Linked DNA regions of Arachis hypogaea: region 2 is linked to region 1. The links are chromatin contacts, called in public Hi-C maps. All regions are on one chromosome and are shown on one strand. The core of a region is the stretch at or near the end of the contact, and the rest is flanking DNA. Distances in the headings are between cores, read along the strand shown.

What was found. A called contact is a pair of places that touch in the nucleus more often than the background predicts.
Region 2: a contact with region 1 is called in a Hi-C map of an unstated tissue, with 4 times the contacts expected there. The contact joins the promoter of LOC112755790 here to the enhancer-like site in region 1. A contact is called at or near these places in 3 of 8 Hi-C or Micro-C datasets (leaf and an unstated tissue).

Annotation. Positions count from the first base shown.
Region 1 is chr16:8,582,632-8,587,899 of arahy.Tifrunner.gnm2.J5K5, forward strand. No RefSeq gene overlaps it. Among protein-coding and RNA genes, the nearest start is that of LOC112758709, 9.8 kb to the left of the region's middle. Within about 2 kb of position 2,545, at least 2 of the 3 cell types and tissues checked have open chromatin away from gene starts, as enhancers often do.
Region 2 is chr16:8,623,718-8,628,985 of arahy.Tifrunner.gnm2.J5K5, forward strand. It overlaps LOC112755790 (U4/U6 small nuclear ribonucleoprotein PRP4-like protein), which reads left to right and starts at 2,994. Exons shown (of 6, transcript XM_025804082.3): 1 at 2,994-3,138; 2 at 3,242-4,205; 3 at 4,298-4,751; 4 at 4,832-5,029; 5 at 5,140-5,221. The coding sequence starts at 3,274.

The DNA.
Region 1 (5,268 bases), core at 1,295-3,794:
AATATTTTTTTCAAAAATATCATTAAAAATTTATTACTATACATAACTTACAAGAAATAATAACAATGAAAAGTGTACTCATAAAAAATCTCACCTAATTAGTCAGGCTTATATTAAGTATTTATATAGAGCATGCATGGATTTGCTACATCTGAATCACACCTACACAATTTAAAACCAAGTCTATTTCTATGCTTTGAAAAGTCAAAAAGCTCATTATTTCTTCTTCGATGTGAATGATACATTCCCATTCTCCATTTTCATTTCTTCAATTCCTTCCTTGTCAATCCTCTCTTATTTCTTCTTCTCCTTATTTATTTATTAATTAATTAATTAATTTTTCTTATAGTAGTAATCACTGTTGTATGTATTATGAACTTGCTAATTGGAATTTTGGGACCTTTGAATACTATATTGTATCTTATGCACAACTGTATATATATTTTCTAGCAATATTATATAGCATAAAAAAATAAAAAAGAATGCAAAAACAAAAAAACACATTTAGTGAGCATCCAAAATGAACAGCATCTCCACTTAGAACATATATTTCCATCTATAAATTGAGTTGTGACCAAATTTGTTTGTGCATGCATGGCATGGTAGCATAAGGATGAGAATTTAAAATAATCTAATGGCAACCATGTGGAATGTTTAAAACATATCTGAATTGGTAGTTTCATTCAATTCACTTAACTAAACATGATATGCATTTCTTAAATTACACTAATCAAATGACTAAATTTAAAATTTTAAATCAATTTTATGTTTAAACAAAACTAATAATCAAGTGCCATGTCAAAACTCAATCTAAACATCATTAAAAATAGCATAACATTACACAATTTTGAATTATAATGCCTAAAGATAACAAAATTTAAGACAAATATTGGCCAAACATAAGAATTAAACAAAAAATTTCACTCAAGCATTTCATCGAGCATATGGTGTGCACAATATGTAAACAGGGATTTTAAACTCAATTTAAGCAGCAATCAATCTAGAAAAATCAGCCATCAAACATTTTGGAATCCAAAAAGTATCAATCCATTAATCTAAGCCTAATCTAAACACTCAAAACAGAATTAAAATTTAGTTAAAATAAATAAACGAAAGAACACGAACAGGAGGAAGCATGAAACCTATGTTGGTGAAAGGGGAAGAATGGAAAGAGAGGGGTAGCAGAGGCGGTGTTGCAGCGGCACAGAGCTTAGCCGCTGTTGGGTTGCACTGGGGTTTCTCGCGTGGGGTTGGACTTTGCACAGAAACCAAGGGTAACGTACAGGAGATTGATGAGAAATGGAGAAAGAGGGAAGAAAAAGAGAAGAGAGGGAAGAGAGAGGGGTAGGCGACAGTGGTCGCCGGTGGTGATGGCGGTGGTGTCAGACGGAAGGTTAGGGCTGGGTTGAGAGTGCAGAAAAGAAAAGAGTCCACCGAGAGAGGGAAGAGATAAGGTGTGAAAGGATAGGAAACGTGTAACTGTTTTCTACTAAAAAGTCTGATATTTTAAATTTTGAAAAATAGTTATTATTATAATTAAATTAATTACATCATTAATTAAATTTATGAGTAATTTACATTTGTAACCTTATTGTTCATATTGTTCATTAGAATCATTGTTCACTTATACTTTTTCTAATTATAAATATGTATTTATGTTTGGCATGGAATAAGAGAAGGGTATGTTGTTGTCTTATGCAACACTTAAATGGAATGTTTTCTTATGCATAATTAGTAACTTTTTATTATATTATATGGGTAATGCTAGGTAGACAAAAAAAACAGCAAGAACTTATCTTATTTAGTATTAATTAATTGTCGCAACAATTAATGAATGCTAAATAAGATAAGTTATGACTGTTTTTTGCTGATTTTCTTTGGTTACCAAACATTTCCGATATTATATATATGATTTCTTTTTTCAACGTTGAACCTACCTTCTACCACCGAATTTTCTTAACGTACAAGATAATTAGAGGTACAAAATACACAAGTAAAAGAATAAATGGTTATATAGTTTTTTTTTTCCTAACAAAAAGGAAAATCCCACCTCTAGACTCTAGTAACTTCTGCAAACTGGATGTTTATGTCAATAATCATTATTATCTGGTAAAGTTGATTAACTTTATAGCTCTCTGTAAATAATAGTTTGATGTAGCAGAAGATCATTTGGTTATCATGCATTTACGTCATTATTTGCTTAATTATGATTCACTAAATTAAAGCTATCATATTGAAACAAGTAATTAATTAAATGCATAAAATGATGAGGGCGTGTATATATGGGTCAAACAATCATATATATCATCTTCAGCCAAAAGAAGGCCGATGATTAACGCATGCATAATGTTCAATATTAATATATAAAAAAAATGCTAACTATCCTTTAAAATTCAGCCTTCTCACTCTTTTAATTTTACATGCACATCACAACGAAGTGATTAATTTTGGAAAAGATTGACCAATATGTGTTTTGATAATTCTCATCCTTAATGGGCTCAGCCCAATACTAAGAGCCTTAAGCCCGAAACTCATAAAAGCATCCAAATGAAATGGACGAGGTTGCGGCCGACGATAATAATGATGCAGGCGACGGCAACGTGGCAGGCGAAGGCAATGAAATGGACGACTGCGGCGTGATGGGCGGAGGCCTGGTAGTAGCGCATCACAATGAAGATGAATATTGCACTTTGAATTGCATCCGTGTGTTTTAAAATCCGGATCGGATAAGAGTTGGAGCTCCGTTCCTATTTGGATCTGGGCTGCATTGGCGGTTCGGGTCATGACAAAAAAAACCTGCTCAAGGAATATTAAGGATAAGTTTAAGATATTTTTCCTGTGAAAAAAAAAAGATATTTTAAAAATTTTTAAAAATATTAAAAAGATATATCCATAAAGGTATCAAATTTCTTGCCATACTCAAGCTATTAGAAATTTCATTTCCTGGATAATGAAGACGTTTATTTGGAAAATTATCCTACTTTAATTTCTTTTTTCCTAATCAATATAAGATGAACGTAGGATGGCAAAACTCTCTGAAATGCAGGGATTTTTGCGGGGACTACCTTAAATGAGGATTCGATTGTGGAGAATTTTTTTTGTGAGGATAGCCGGATGGGATGGGGGACAAAATTCTTCCGAAACAGGTGTGGGGATCCGAGTGGGGATTCCCGCCCGGTCCCCTCTATTCCTCAAAATTTATGAATTTTCTGAATTATTTTTAATAGTTTATTTCTCATATATATTTTTTAGTTATTTCTCACACACATATATATATAGAAATCCAAAACTCCTAATCTTTATTTGCATAACCCTTCTTCAATTCAGAGATTTCTAACGCTGTCCATACTCCATCCAACCTCTCTGCAGCCATCCCATCGCTACCCTTCTCACCGCATCGTCACATCTCACCATGCCATCACCCTTACCATGTCGTAATTTCTATTTGCGGCGTTCCTTTTCGTAACTCTGCCGTCGTATCCATTCTCCTCTCTGTTGCCGCGTCTCTCACCTCGTCCACCGCTTTGTCCTTTGGCTCGTCGTTGTGTCCCCTCATTGCGTCATTTCGAAAAGAAGTCACCATCGTGTCATTTAGATTTTTTATATAAAATCTTGCAATTTTTGTATAAGATAGATATTTGCAACTCTATTCATATGAAAATTAATAATTAGCTAAAACTATTATTTAGATGGGGAATGGGGTCCCTGCAGAGAATAGGCCCCGTGAAAAATAAAAATGGGGATAGGGAACAAATCTGAGGGCAAAAATGAGGAGCAGGGAGACATTCTCGCTCCCATCCTACCTCGTTGACATCCCTAGATGAACGACACTAAACTACTAGTTTCATGTGTTTTTCTTTTCCTTGTTTTTTGTTCAATATGAATTAAGAGTTTAGTTAATAATTAATAATAATAATGTCATAAAGACACATATTAATATAATTAATTAAAGAGTGTAAATAAAATTACTAAATTTAAGGTTTTGGATATATTCATTATGAGAGAGAATATTCTAAAATAAAGATAATTGTAAAATAATAAAATAAGAGGTTAATCGTCGTTAGAGTAAACTATTAAAATAATATTAAAAAAAATTGTCCAGACAAAAATTTTTTTAAAAATATGAAAGACAAATTAACTCTTAAAAAATTATTAAATTTGATAAAAAGAACCCTTACCTCTGGGGGTAAGAAAATCATGATCGGGCTATATGTTGCGTATTATCAACAATTTCCACAGAAGGTGGTAAAATGATGTCTTGAGAAGTTACATATCGGGATTGACGAGAGGGGGGGCTATATTTCTGGGAGCGAACTAGCAAATACAGCTCTTTTTATCATTTCTTCACATGTACCTGCAGTAGCGTTCAAGTAATGCCCTTTGATTTCACCAATATATTAATTAAAATTATTTCCGTTAACAAAAAATACTGAGTGTTAACTGACGAAATAGCTGCGATGTGATATTAGGGCTCATTTAAAAAGTTTTAAAAGTTATTTTTTTGAGCTTTTAACTTATAAAAAGTAGTAATATTAATATTTGGTACAATTTTCAAAACTAAATTATAACTTTCTAAGAAGTTATTTAAGTACTTATAAAGAAGTTTAAAAAAATGACTTCTCTTATAATAAAAAGTTTTTTTTTATCACATTTCTTTTAAAATAAATACTTTTAGAACTAAAAAATCAAACACAAAAAATTTATTTATAAACTACTTTTAATATAAATATTTATTGTTTAAGCTATTTTTTTAAAAAGAACTTAATTAAACTGTTTACCTAAATTAGACCTTAGTACTTAATTAACAACATTATTAATTATTTTAAAAAATAAAAAATCCCATTCAAAATTTTAAAAATCCTAATTTGGATATCTTTAGTGTTTTACCACCACCTCCTCCCACCACACCCACTAATGCCAGTAGGGGTGGAAACAGGCCAGGCCAGGCCAGGCTTTGCTCTTAACAGGCCTGGCCTGTCATACAGTTAATTGGCCTGAGCCTGGCCTGCAGCCTGTTATAGGCTCTTTATAAGGTACTAGGCCTGGCCTGTTATTCAGCCTGGCCTGGCCTAAAGCCTGTTAAAAGGCCTGATATTTTTTTTTTTTACAAAAATAAAAATATTATTTAAAAAAATTATTTTTTAATAAAAATATTTATATGTAATATGTCATATATTTAATATTTATAAAAAAATTTTAAACTTTTAATGTATTTAAAATATACAAAAATATTTATAATAAAATATAATAGATTTAAAATATCTCATA
Region 2 (5,268 bases), core at 1,744-4,243, 42 kb after region 1:
TATATTATGCACCGAATGTTAATGCAACAAAACCCAATATCTCATTTTTTATATATAAACTAGTGTATGTTTCTGTGTCCTGCACGGGATGATACATAAAATTATATAAAAAAAATTTATTAAAAAATTAAATAAAAATTATATATAGTAATTATTATTAAAAATAATTAGTATTTGTTTTAATCAATTTGGATTGGTTGAATAGTCATCTCATTTATCCGTTTAAACAAATATTTGGAGTTCGAATCTCGCTTTGTCTGTATAACAATCTATTAGTTAACAGCTGACCCTTAATAAATAGAACATTAATATGTGGTGGATTAGTTCTCGACTTGCCGAGTTAGGAAATCCGTAGAAAAAAAATTATATTTGTATTTAAAATAGGTTAATTTCTCATTAATAAAAATATTTATAGACTTTTGTCTTTGTTAAAATTTACTTGGGACAATTTTATTTGTTGGTATCGTATTCATTTTTGAAGTCAAAACAATATGATCAACATTATTAGTTGTTGAAACTTCACATTTTATGAAATGATTTTTAAATTTTTTAATTTATAAATTTATGTCATTACAAAAGTTATTAGATGGATTAATATTTCTTGGTAAGATGATGTACCGAAATACCATCGTTAAGTATTAATAAGTGTGAAGAGAAACCAATAATAACTTTTGTTATTCAATATATAATTTATTCTATTAAAAAATAAATTAATATTTCTTGAACTGGTAAATACATTTTCTTCTAATTTCTTATACTATTTTATTTGACAATATTTACCGTTAAAAAATAGTAAATAACTATACTATCCTACAATATATATGATGTACAAATAATTTCTTATCTTAAAATTAATTATAGTTAGTGAGATAAAATTTAAAATATTTTTATTTTCTTACTCAAATCTAAATTTAAATTTAGAATTGATTAACAACTCATCCTTTTTTAATTTCAATAACAAAAATAAAATTGGTTAAATACGAAATATTCAGTATTTAATAATTTCAATCATTTAAATTTTAGTTACCAAAAATTGGGTTAAAAATTAATTATAAACTTAATAATCGATAATATATATTATATTAGTACGTAAATAATAATATCTAATGTATTAATTATTATTTTTTTACAGAATTAATGTATAATTTATTAAGAACTGATTTATTATTCAAAATTTTTTCCATAAACTTTGTAATATGTAAAAATAATGATCTTATTTTTTAATTATTTAAAAAATTATTCATAATTTTTTAATTATGTAATTAACTTAATTAATGACTTTTATTATTGGTTTTATACTAAAAAGTATCAATTTATACTATTTACATATTTAAATTAGGATAAATTAGTAATTTTATATTCGCGTATATTTAATAGGTTTCATGGGGCAGGCACTTATGTCCGTGTTCCCATTAGGGGTGGCAAATGGGGAAGCCTGCCCTACCCCGCCAAAAGCGTGCCATCTGGCGGATTGGACCGCCCCGCCCTGCCTAGTGCGACGGTACTGAATTCTTCCTCCGCCCCGCCTAACGGTAGGCTGTCGGGTTGACGGACCAAACCCGCCAAATCTCTCTCTCTCTCTTTTTTTATTTTTTATAAACCAATAAATATTAAACAATATATATAATTTCACAACCATTTCAATAAATTTATAATTTCTAAAGATATAAAAATATCATAATTTCTAAATTTACAAACATTAAAGTCTTTATAATTATAAATATATAATAAACATAATTATAAATCAAATTTTTTAAAATAAAATAATAAAACTAACATTGTCCAAAGCAAAACAAATATTGTCCAAAATATATAATTAAACATCTTCAAATTTATAATCAATCAAACATAAAACATAATCCAAAATATAATTTAGAATATCTTCAATTATCATTTTTATCCTCTTGTAGATCAATAACATTATTGAAATTTATAAAAAAAATGGCTCTGACAAAAAAAAAACGCTTGGCTCGGCAGAGAAGCCTTCCCCGCCTCGCCCCACCGAAACCCGCCAAAATCCATTTTAAAATTTGGCGGTCTCAAATTTTCAGTCCACCCCATCCTTTTTGGCGGATTACGCAGGCTGACTCGACGGGTTTCATCCCGTTTGTCACCCCCTAGTCCCCATCCATTTTCACGTAGCAGATCGTGAGAATTTCACAGGTCTCCATCTAACCCTAAATCACGAGCAATTCCTGCAAATACATGTTTCTGCTGTTTTTGTGATCATCCCTATTGATAGCATTCGTTGGCTCGTGACGTGACGTGGAGCTATTTCAACCACTTGGTAAATTCTTAAATAATCAAAATCTAGGATATATGATATATCCCTTTTCATAAAGTCACATGTATTCTTGTTATAACAATATTAATAGGAGATAAATGGATAAATACTAAACTATTGTTTGGATATAAGATGGAAAATAAGAGGAACGAAAATGAAAAGAAAGAAATGAGAGGAAAGAAAAATGAAAAGAAAAATATATTTTTTGTGTTGTTTAGATGAAGAAAAAATGAATGCAAAGAAAATAAAAGAAGATAGAAGAAAAAGTAAGAAAAGAGAAAGTTATAATGGAGTAAAATTACATTAATATTTTTATATATTATATATAAATTATAATTTAAAGGATAACTCGATACTTTTATCCATGTTTGCACTTTCCCCGTTTTTCGTAACTTTGAAAATTTACATGAGTTCTGCATACACTTTTTTTGTTTTTCATTGAATTTTTTTGTTGATCCAAACAATGAAAAATTGATTTTTTTTATCCATTTTCTTCTCCAACATTTTATTTTTCTACAAATTCTTCTAATTCAAACAATACGAAAATAAGTAATATTTTTCCTATATATAACAATAACTAATATCATATATTATAACTTGTGAAATCATAATATTTTGAGAGATAATACATAGATAACTTAAATATTAATAAATTAAAAATTTTTTAAAAAAAATAAAAATATAAAAAAATTGCATTTTTTTTGAATTTGTCCATAGTTTACGATAAAAAATACAAAAGATTTTGGGTTTAACATCCAGAAGTAGTAGAGAATCTGGCAGCCAGAAAGAAAGGGCACCATCGCCGGCACTCTCACCACCTCTCTCGCAGTCGCAGCTCCCACGCTCGCTTGCAGGTGCTTCTCTCTCGCTTTCTCTCTCAATTTCTGATAGCTAGATTGTGTATAAATAGTTACTGCTGCAAGAATTAATAATAGCTTAAAGTGATGAATTTTTCAGGGTTTTGTGTTTTTGTGAGTTAATTATTTATCATGGAAGTGGATGAAGAAAATGTTCCATCAAATACTGCTTCTGAATCCGCCATAGGACCTTCCTCTGATGTTTCCGTCAATGCTGCAACTCCACCACACCCAATTCAACCCATTATTCCACCACCCGTTATTCCTCTTTCTGCGCCTGTGCCACCTATGGCTCCAATTCCCACCATTCCTCCCCCTTCTATTGTGCCTCCCATAGCCCCAATTCCGGCCCCTCCTGTGGTGCGTCCATTGGCGCCGCTCCCTCCTCGCCCGCCGCCTATTAGACCACCTGTGGCGCAAAATGGCGAGGTTGGTTCGGAAGATTCTGATTCGGACAACGATGATGCCGGTGGGAGGGTTAACCAGGGTGCCGGGGAGTATGAGATATCGGAGGAGAGTAGGCTGGTGAGGGAGAGGCAGGAGAAAGCAATGCAGGAGCTCATGATGAAGAGGCGTGCCGCCGCTTTGGCTGTTCCGACCAATGACATGGCTGTGCGTGCTCGCCTTCGCCGGCTTGGTGAGCCCATAACTTTGTTTGGTGAGAGGGAGATGGAGAGGAGGGACAGGTTGAGGATGATTATGGCGAAGCTGGATGCCGATGGCCAGCTGGAGAAGCTGATGAAGGCTCATGAGGATGAAGAGACTGCGGCTACTGCCGGGAAGGATGGGGACGAGGAAGAGATACAGTATCCCTTTTACACCGAAGGGCCAAAGTCTCTCCGTGATGCTAGGATTGATATTGCTAAGTATTCTTTGGTTAGGGCAGCATTGCGTCTTCAACGTGCCCGGAGAAGAAAAGATGATCCGGATGAAGATGTGGATGCGGAGATGGATTGGGCATTAAAGCAGGCTGCTAATTTGAGTCTTGAATTCAGTGAAATCGGAGATGATCGACCGCTTTCTGGTTGCTCCTTCTCACGAGATGGAAAGTCGCTTGCTACTTGGTGTGTCTTTGTTACAAATTGTGTAACTTTACTCCCCATTTCCCATGATTGCCCTGTGAAATTATATAACTGATAATGTTTTGGTTTTTCAGTTCTCTAACCGGAGCTGCCAAGTTGTGGAGCATGCCTAAAGTCATCAAATCTTGTACCTTAAAGGGACACACAGAGCGTGCGACTGATGTTGCTTATTCTCCTGTGCACAACCATTTAGCGACTGCATCTGCTGATCGGACCGCAAAATATTGGAATGACCAGGGATCTTTACTGAAGACATTCGAGGGTCATATTGACCGTCTTGCACGAATTGCTTTCCATCCATCAGGAAAGTACCTAGGCACTGCTAGCTTTGACAAGACATGGAGATTATGGGACATAGAAACAGGTGAGGAATTGCTTCTTCAAGAAGGTCACAGTAGGAGTGTATATGGTTTAGCTTTCCATCAAGATGGATCGTTAGCTGCATCTTGTGGACTGGATGCTTTGGCTCGTGTTTGGGATCTCCGAACTGGGCGAAGCATTCTTGCACTTGAAGGTCATGTCAAGCCGGTGAGACATTATAAGATGATACAGTCTTTTAATGCTCTCGAATTGCAAAAGATTGACTATGATTATGTTTCTGTTCTCAGGTTCTTGGCATTAGCTTTTCACCTAATGGATATCATTTAGCCACAGGCGGTGAAGACAACACTTGTCGCATTTGGGATTTGAGAAAGAAGAAATCCATGTACACCATCCCTGCTCACTCCAACTTAATATCACAAGTTAAGTTTGAGCCTCAGGAAGGTTACTTTTTGGTAACTGCCTCATATGACATGACAGCTAAGGTATGCACTCATGTGAAACAGCAACGATCTGTCGAAGAGAGAATTTCAATATTTTTAGTAGTCCATTTTCTTCTGGTTCTAATTATTTATATTTCATATTTTGACATCAGGTGTGGTCAGCCCGTGATTTCAAGCCTGTGAAGACGCTATCTGGGCATGAAGCAAAAGTTACTTCTGTGGATGTTCTTGGTGGTATGATTTCTACTTAGAAAGGAATAATTGCATCCATAATATATGGC